2 separate regions of the Drosophila melanogaster genome follow, and region 2 is linked to region 1. The links are chromatin contacts, called in public targeted proximity ligation maps. All regions are on one chromosome and are shown on one strand. The core of a region is the stretch at or near the end of the contact, and the rest is flanking DNA. Distances in the headings are between cores, read along the strand shown. Region 1 overlaps Snap25 (Synaptosomal-associated protein 25kDa). Region 2 overlaps Snap25 (Synaptosomal-associated protein 25kDa).

Evidence for each region.
Region 2: a targeted proximity ligation map of the Kc167 cell line shows a contact between it and region 1, with 5 times the contacts expected there. A contact is called at or near these places in 4 of 107 Hi-C or Micro-C datasets (the ML-DmBG3-c2 cell line, the S2 cell line, embryo and 1 more) and 1 of 7 datasets of targeted methods (the Kc167 cell line).

Annotation. Positions count from the first base shown.
Region 1 is chr3L:24,088,542-24,091,919 of dm6, reverse strand. All of the region lies in intron 2 of Snap25 (Synaptosomal-associated protein 25kDa), which reads right to left. Among named protein-coding and RNA genes, the nearest start is that of Snap25, 16 kb to the right of the region's middle.
Region 2 is chr3L:24,229,970-24,233,245 of dm6, reverse strand. All of the region lies in intron 5 of Snap25 (Synaptosomal-associated protein 25kDa), which reads right to left. Among named protein-coding and RNA genes, the nearest start is that of lncRNA:CR45159, 59 kb to the left of the region's middle.

The DNA.
Region 1 (3,378 bases), core at 725-3,224:
TCATCTAAACTGATTTCAGTAAAGCATTTGAGTTAATTGTTTCATTCTAGTATAGAAATTTGATTAGGTTTTACAATTAATCTTCTAAATTGGATTTGAAGTTATATGTATGGAATATGTATTCCCCGAGTCCCATCGGGTGTCCCATAAGGCAGCCACCTTTCTACCTCATTTAAAAATTAAAAAAAATTCGCGTGTACTTATGTTTGCAGGCGATATTAAATTATGCCGTCAGTATAAGGACATTTGGACTTACCATCGGATCTATATAACTTTCAAATATGATAACGTACTTAGCTTAAATGGCTCCAAGTGTAAAGAGATGACCTTTAGTCTTATCAACCCAATACACGCGGCTTTCACTCTATGTGGGTGTTCCTAGGACAGAAACACACGTGTTGATCTTGGCGTTCTTCTAGACTCTAAATTAAAATTTTCAATTTCCATATTGCGACTATCGGTTAGGGGTGCGCTTGGTTTTATAAAAAGGAGTTCAATAGAATTTGATAATCTTTAAATCACCAATACATTTTATTCTTGAGTATGGATCATCTGTTTGGAGTCCACAATATGTAGCTTAGTCAAACCGGAATACGTAGTTCACTCGGTTCAAAAAAACATCGCTACGGCTTGCCTTGCGGCGCCTAAATTGGGACCCAAGCCTTATATTATCTCCTTATTCCAATAGACTAATGTTAATTTATTTACCTTCTATAGCTTTCCGTAAAAAAATGCTTGAAACAGTCCAATTTTGTAATCTTATTCGTGGTTTAGTTTATAGTATTTGGGGCTGTCAGAGTCACTAGAAACTATATACCCCTAATCTAAAATCATTCCTGATCTAACATGACTTTCATGACCCCTTCAGAATTTTGTTTTGACTAATAACTTATGTAGACTAATAAAAAATAAAAAAACAAGATCGAATGCTATGGTCCAGTTCGCCGACTATCAGATACTCGTTACTCAGCTATTGAAAATGCGAACGTGAAATTTCAAAATTTTTCTGGTGTATGGATAGATACTGGTGCATAAAATGAGACAACAATTTTAAAAATTGTTCAAAAGTGTAATACCTACAACTTTTTCAAAAGCTTGGGTGTGGCAGTTTTGTGCGGTTCTAGGGCATTAGAGTGGGCGTGGCAAAAAGTTTTTTGGCAAATCGATAGAAATTTACAAGATTATTTAAATTATGAAAAAATACTTAAAATTGTCCAACAGCGTGGGCGTGGCAGTTTTGTGCGGTTTTAGGGCGTTAGAGTTGGCGTGGCAAATCGATAGACATTTTCAAGTCTTATATAAAAAACCTCAAAACGCCTCCCCAGCTTCACAGCGAACGGTCGTTTCTGCTCTCCGAATTTACCTTTGTGTTTATTTTATATAATTAATTAAACTCCGTTTGCTACGCAAGTGAATATATTTTTTATATGTGGACTAGCTTATATGACATGACTCCAAGTGTAAAGTTATGTTTAAGTTAAGTTAAGTTTTTATTGGGTTGCTCTTTGGACAGAATAACATGGGTTGATGATCTTAGTGTTCTTCTGGGATGCAAGCCTTATATTACCTCCTAATTCCAGTAGACTTCTTTTATTTGATTAACCTTCCCAAACTATTATACTTTTTGACATTTTATTTCTTTCCTCGTTTCTGTGTTTTTTTCTATATCGCGCCTCCTCGGTCGGTTGGGCGGGAGGTGTGGCCATGGGACTCTCGCGCAAAAATGAAAAAAATAGGTCAAAAGGTCACTCGGAAGGCAACTATGCTATAGCTTTTCCTATATAATTTGTGGGGAAGCGATGAGGGACTTTAGAGACTATGGCTTTCGCCATAGCAAGCTATGCGCCAGGCATAAAATGAGTTTAACTCCGGCAATTTCCGTGCCTGCGTATCTAAGTACCACAGTCACAATAAATCGCAGCTTACTGCATCGATGACCTCAGATTCATTTAATCATGCGACAGAACCCTCTGCATTGCCTGGCCCTCCGTCATCTCTTATAGCGCACGATTTAGGCAAGAAAATGGTACTGTTAGCCCCTGATACCGTGTTAGTAAAAAACTGTTCCGGAACCTTTGTTCCTTGTCGTGCTTTACTTGACTAGAGCTCCCAGCTGCACTTGGTAACGTCCCGATTTCTAAACTTGCTTAAACTTAAGAAAATGAAATCATCCGCTTGTGTCACAGGAAAAGATTCTGTTGAAACTATCAGATAGCACTGTAATTTCTAACACATAACATGTATCGATAGTACATAAAGCAGTCAATAAAAGTATCGAATAAAGATCATTCAACCAAAGCGGACGTGTTTTTACTTAAGCGGGAATAAACTTCAATAGTTTCGAAACAGATGGTCTGCCAATCAACTTCGAATCTTCGAATACTTCACTTCCATCACTGCTGTTATTGCTTCCAATACAGCCAACTTTCACATCGACGTTTATAACTGAATCATACCCAAACACTTTAAGCTTGCGGAGATTGCAATCAGGCGTAGGTTTATTGATTGGCGCCAGTCTATTTTACGACCTGCTGTGCGTTGGTCAAGTCCATTTTCGGCCGGGATTGCCTCAAATTAAAAAGAGTCGTTTGGGCTGGGTTGTTTCCGGAGGCTGCAGTCGCTCGGTTGTTCCCAATGAGAGTACCAAACCAGATCGTTTTGAGGTGCTGCTTCGGCGGTTTTGGAAGGTGTGGGGTTGCGCGGAGCCCATTGTTCGTGCTACGAAGGAGGAGCTTCACAGAGAAGCTCACTTCGTTAAAAACTTTGCTCGCTTGCCGGCTGGAGAGTATTATGTTCGATTGCCACCCAGGCTTAGTTTAGATCTGTTCGGAAGTCCTACCAGGAAGCTCTGGAAAGATTCTTATCTCTTGATAGAAAACTAGAGGATCGTCTAGCAGTAAAGGCCCAATGAAAGGCTTTCATTGATGAGTACTTGCACCTGGGACATACAGTGCCGCTCAACTGAATAGGTTTGACTATTTGTTTAGGTTTGTAACTTAGTTGTATGCAATCCAATTTAAGCGAAATAAATTTGTATGTATGAATAGATCTTTTTTGGCTCAAAAAATTTTAAGGCACTGGATAGTTTAAATAATAAAAGGCCCTGTTTTAGCATTATTTAGTATTTGGTATGGCCACCCTTGTTTTTAATTACTTCAAACATACGGTTTGATAAGGAATCATAATATTTTTTAATTTAATTTAGTGAAATTGTTGCCCAGGCTTTTTTAATTGCTTCAACTAGGGTCCCAGTGTCACTAAATTGTCTTCCTCCTTCGTACACTCTCCTGGACAAAAGTCCCCAAATGTTTTCAATAATGTTAATGTCAGGGGAGTAAGGCGGCCACTCGAGCAAATTAACGTTTCGGTCTTTAATCC
Region 2 (3,276 bases), core at 441-2,940, 140 kb before region 1:
ATAGGGTTAGGTCCCATTTATTTTTATATGTTTGCTTCAGCTGAGAGCGTAAGAAATCTAAAAGTAGAATTTGCTTGCTTGTGTGAGTTTTTTTTAGAGTTTAAATATTGAGATTCTACAACGCTACCAATCAAAAGTATTAAGACAAAATGTTAATGCTCCATTTTATATTTTATATGCAAGTATCCACAAATACTTAGGAATCCCTTATGTTAAAGTAGAAATAGCAAAACATATTAAAAAATATATAGACAGGCGAAGAACACATGAAAATAAATTAGCCTTGCCTTTGGTAAATAATAATAACGTCAGAAGACTTAAAAGATTTCACGCATAGAGTATTTAGTAGGGATTAATGAATAACTACTACTGATTATAAAATTTACTTATTGTCATACTTTTTTAAGACAGATTGTAAATAAAAAGAGAGAAAAAAAATCATTTATTATTATTCATTAGTCAGTTGGAATCGTTCAGTTCCTTCTGAACTTAACCTAATGTGTAACTTAAAAGATATTATGGATTCTGTTCCTTAATTATAGTGTACACATATGTACTTATCTTACGTGTAAGGAGTTAATGGGGATGTATTCTCTTCAAACGTCGGAAGGAAATAGGGTCGACAAGAAAATTCGCAAACGTGTTCGGGTGGGCGCTAAGTCTGCCGGCATATCGGCTACTGTGGAAGTTCATTTGGTCTCCCAATGGGACAACTTTTAAGACCCTTTCAATAACTCGGTTGCACACATACCAGGGTATCCCAGATGCATGTCGTGCGATTGTATTACTATTGAGCCTATTGAGCTGAGTCTTAGAGGCTGTTCCCCACACTTGGATGGTGTAGATCAGTGTTGGCCGTAAGATGGCTTTTATTAAGAGAGCCTTAGTTGCCATATGCTTTATCCAGCTTTTTCAGTTTTCAAGAGGATTCGGCTCTAACTGCCGTGATATGGGCTTTCCAACTCTGCGTCCGATCAAGGTGAACTCCGAGGTAGCAGTGGCATGAGACGTAGTCAATGGTATTTCCGTCGAAGAGAAGACCTAGGCAGGTTTGAGGTCGCAGGGTAAATGTGACACAGGCCGACTTTGCTATGTTTCATTTGGCAGTCCATCGCTCGGTTGCATGCAGCCATTCCTGAACTGCATTGGAAGCGAATTGCAAGAATGAGTGCGACGCAAGCATGGCGGTGTCATCAGCGTAGGTGGCCAGGTGTTGGCATGTCAGCAGTGTACAGGATATACAGGAAGGGTCCAAGCACACTTCCTGTGGAACCCTTGAAACCATGAATGTGTTCCATGCTTGACCGAGAGTCCCGTACTGCAACATCGAAGGTCCGATCACCAATGAAGGAGCTGAGGATGGCATAATAGGCTGCTGGGAGGAGATATTTTATTTTATATAGCAGACCTTCATGCCACCACCTTATCAAACGCTTGGTTCACTTCCAAAAATACGCCGACTCTGTAAAGCTTGTGCTCAAAGTCATGCGTGATAAGTGTGAGTAAAAACAATAGACGAGAACTTGTATATGTGTGGCACACATTGTGTTCGTAGTCATGCTAGAAGACGATTTTCGGGCCGAAATAAATTCTGACCCTACAAAAGAATTAACATATGTACATGTAAACAATGATAGTGATGGCAGCGCGATAGCACAGGTGGCAGCACTGCAGGAAACTATCGATAGGATCAGGAGAGCAGTTGGCTGGAATGATCGAAGAAGAAGGTGCAGATCGTGAAGATAGATGTTAAGGCAATGCAATGCCATTTTTACATTGCCAATTGATCACAAATAATATAGATTTAAAGTTTAAATACTTCTAAGATGGCATATTTTGTCAAATTTACAATGCATGAGCATACGTGTGCAAATTAAAATTCTTACTGTTTAATTATTTAAAATAACAATTTTTATTTTAATATGATTTTATTGGTGATAGACTTTTTCACTTATACTGTAACAAGACACTCTTTTTATTGATCATCTTTAATTTAAAACTGTTCACGATCTCCACCCGATTCAGAATGATCTTCAAAATCCTAATACTAATCCACTCAACCTCGGCCAGAAACTTTTCTTTAGGATTTTTTTGATCTTTCAAATATGTTTAGTATAAAAGCTTTATACTAGAATAATTTCACAGCTTTGTGAAAACTTTTCTGACTAGTGTTTTGTTTAAGTTTGGTTATATATCGTGTTGCTAGGTGCTGTTGACAAAAACATGGACAAAGGAAATGCTGCTGAGATTGGAGTTTGAATTGGGCAGAGTGCTATATTTATTTATGGTTTTGTTTGGTTACAAATTTAATATATCTGAATTTTATTATTAATGATGTAAAATAAAATTGACGTATCAATTTTTGCCAGTATAATTGTATTAATTATGTTTTGAAAGTTGAATGTTAACAATCGTAAACGATGTTTTCGTAAAGGCAATTCTTGATCAATAAAAATGTGTTTAAAATGATCGGAAAGTGATTTTATCTCGTTAAACAATTTGAAAGTAATAATAAATTGTTCGTTATTGTTTTCAGTCATTTATTTTTTATTATTATTTTGTATTTAAAAATCATTTATTTATTCTGTATTTTAATAAAATCATCGTGATCCAGAGTTTCAGCGAGTTCCATTTACAAACAGGACCTAATGAATTGTGAACTTTTATTTGTATCCTTTTTTATATATCCTGATTCTAGATCGATTATTTCTTTATAAAAAGTTAAATTAGTTACGTGAAATAAGTCGGCATATGATTCATAAGTAAGAACATCATTTTTGGCTTTGAACAGGAAAAATTCGTGATTGACGTAATCAATTATTTCTGAAGTGGCTATCATTAGGAATGGTGTTAAAAGTAATAAGTAATAAAATAATAATTTTCTGTAATTTTAAAAGAAATATAATATTTGTTAAAAATTAATGTTGTCTTTGTGAATAATTCTGTTTCTACTATTGATTATTATTTTGTTAAGTACGTTTTCCTTAACAACCTGCTTCTTATATCTTGTTTTTAGCTTATTTCTTTCTCCATGTTTCTTTTCAAAAACCATTTGCCCTACATGATTTTTATGTGTTTCCATTTCTTCATTATGTCTTTCTAACATTTTTTCTTGAGTGTTATTTAGAATTTTTGAAATGTTTTTGTGTTTAGTTTTATTAAAAAGAACATTAAAAGGTTTTTGATTTATCGTCGAATGAATGCTCTGATTGAATTCTTTCGTTGCAAATGGTACAATTTTAATAATATATAATCTATTGATTTGTTTGTAATTTT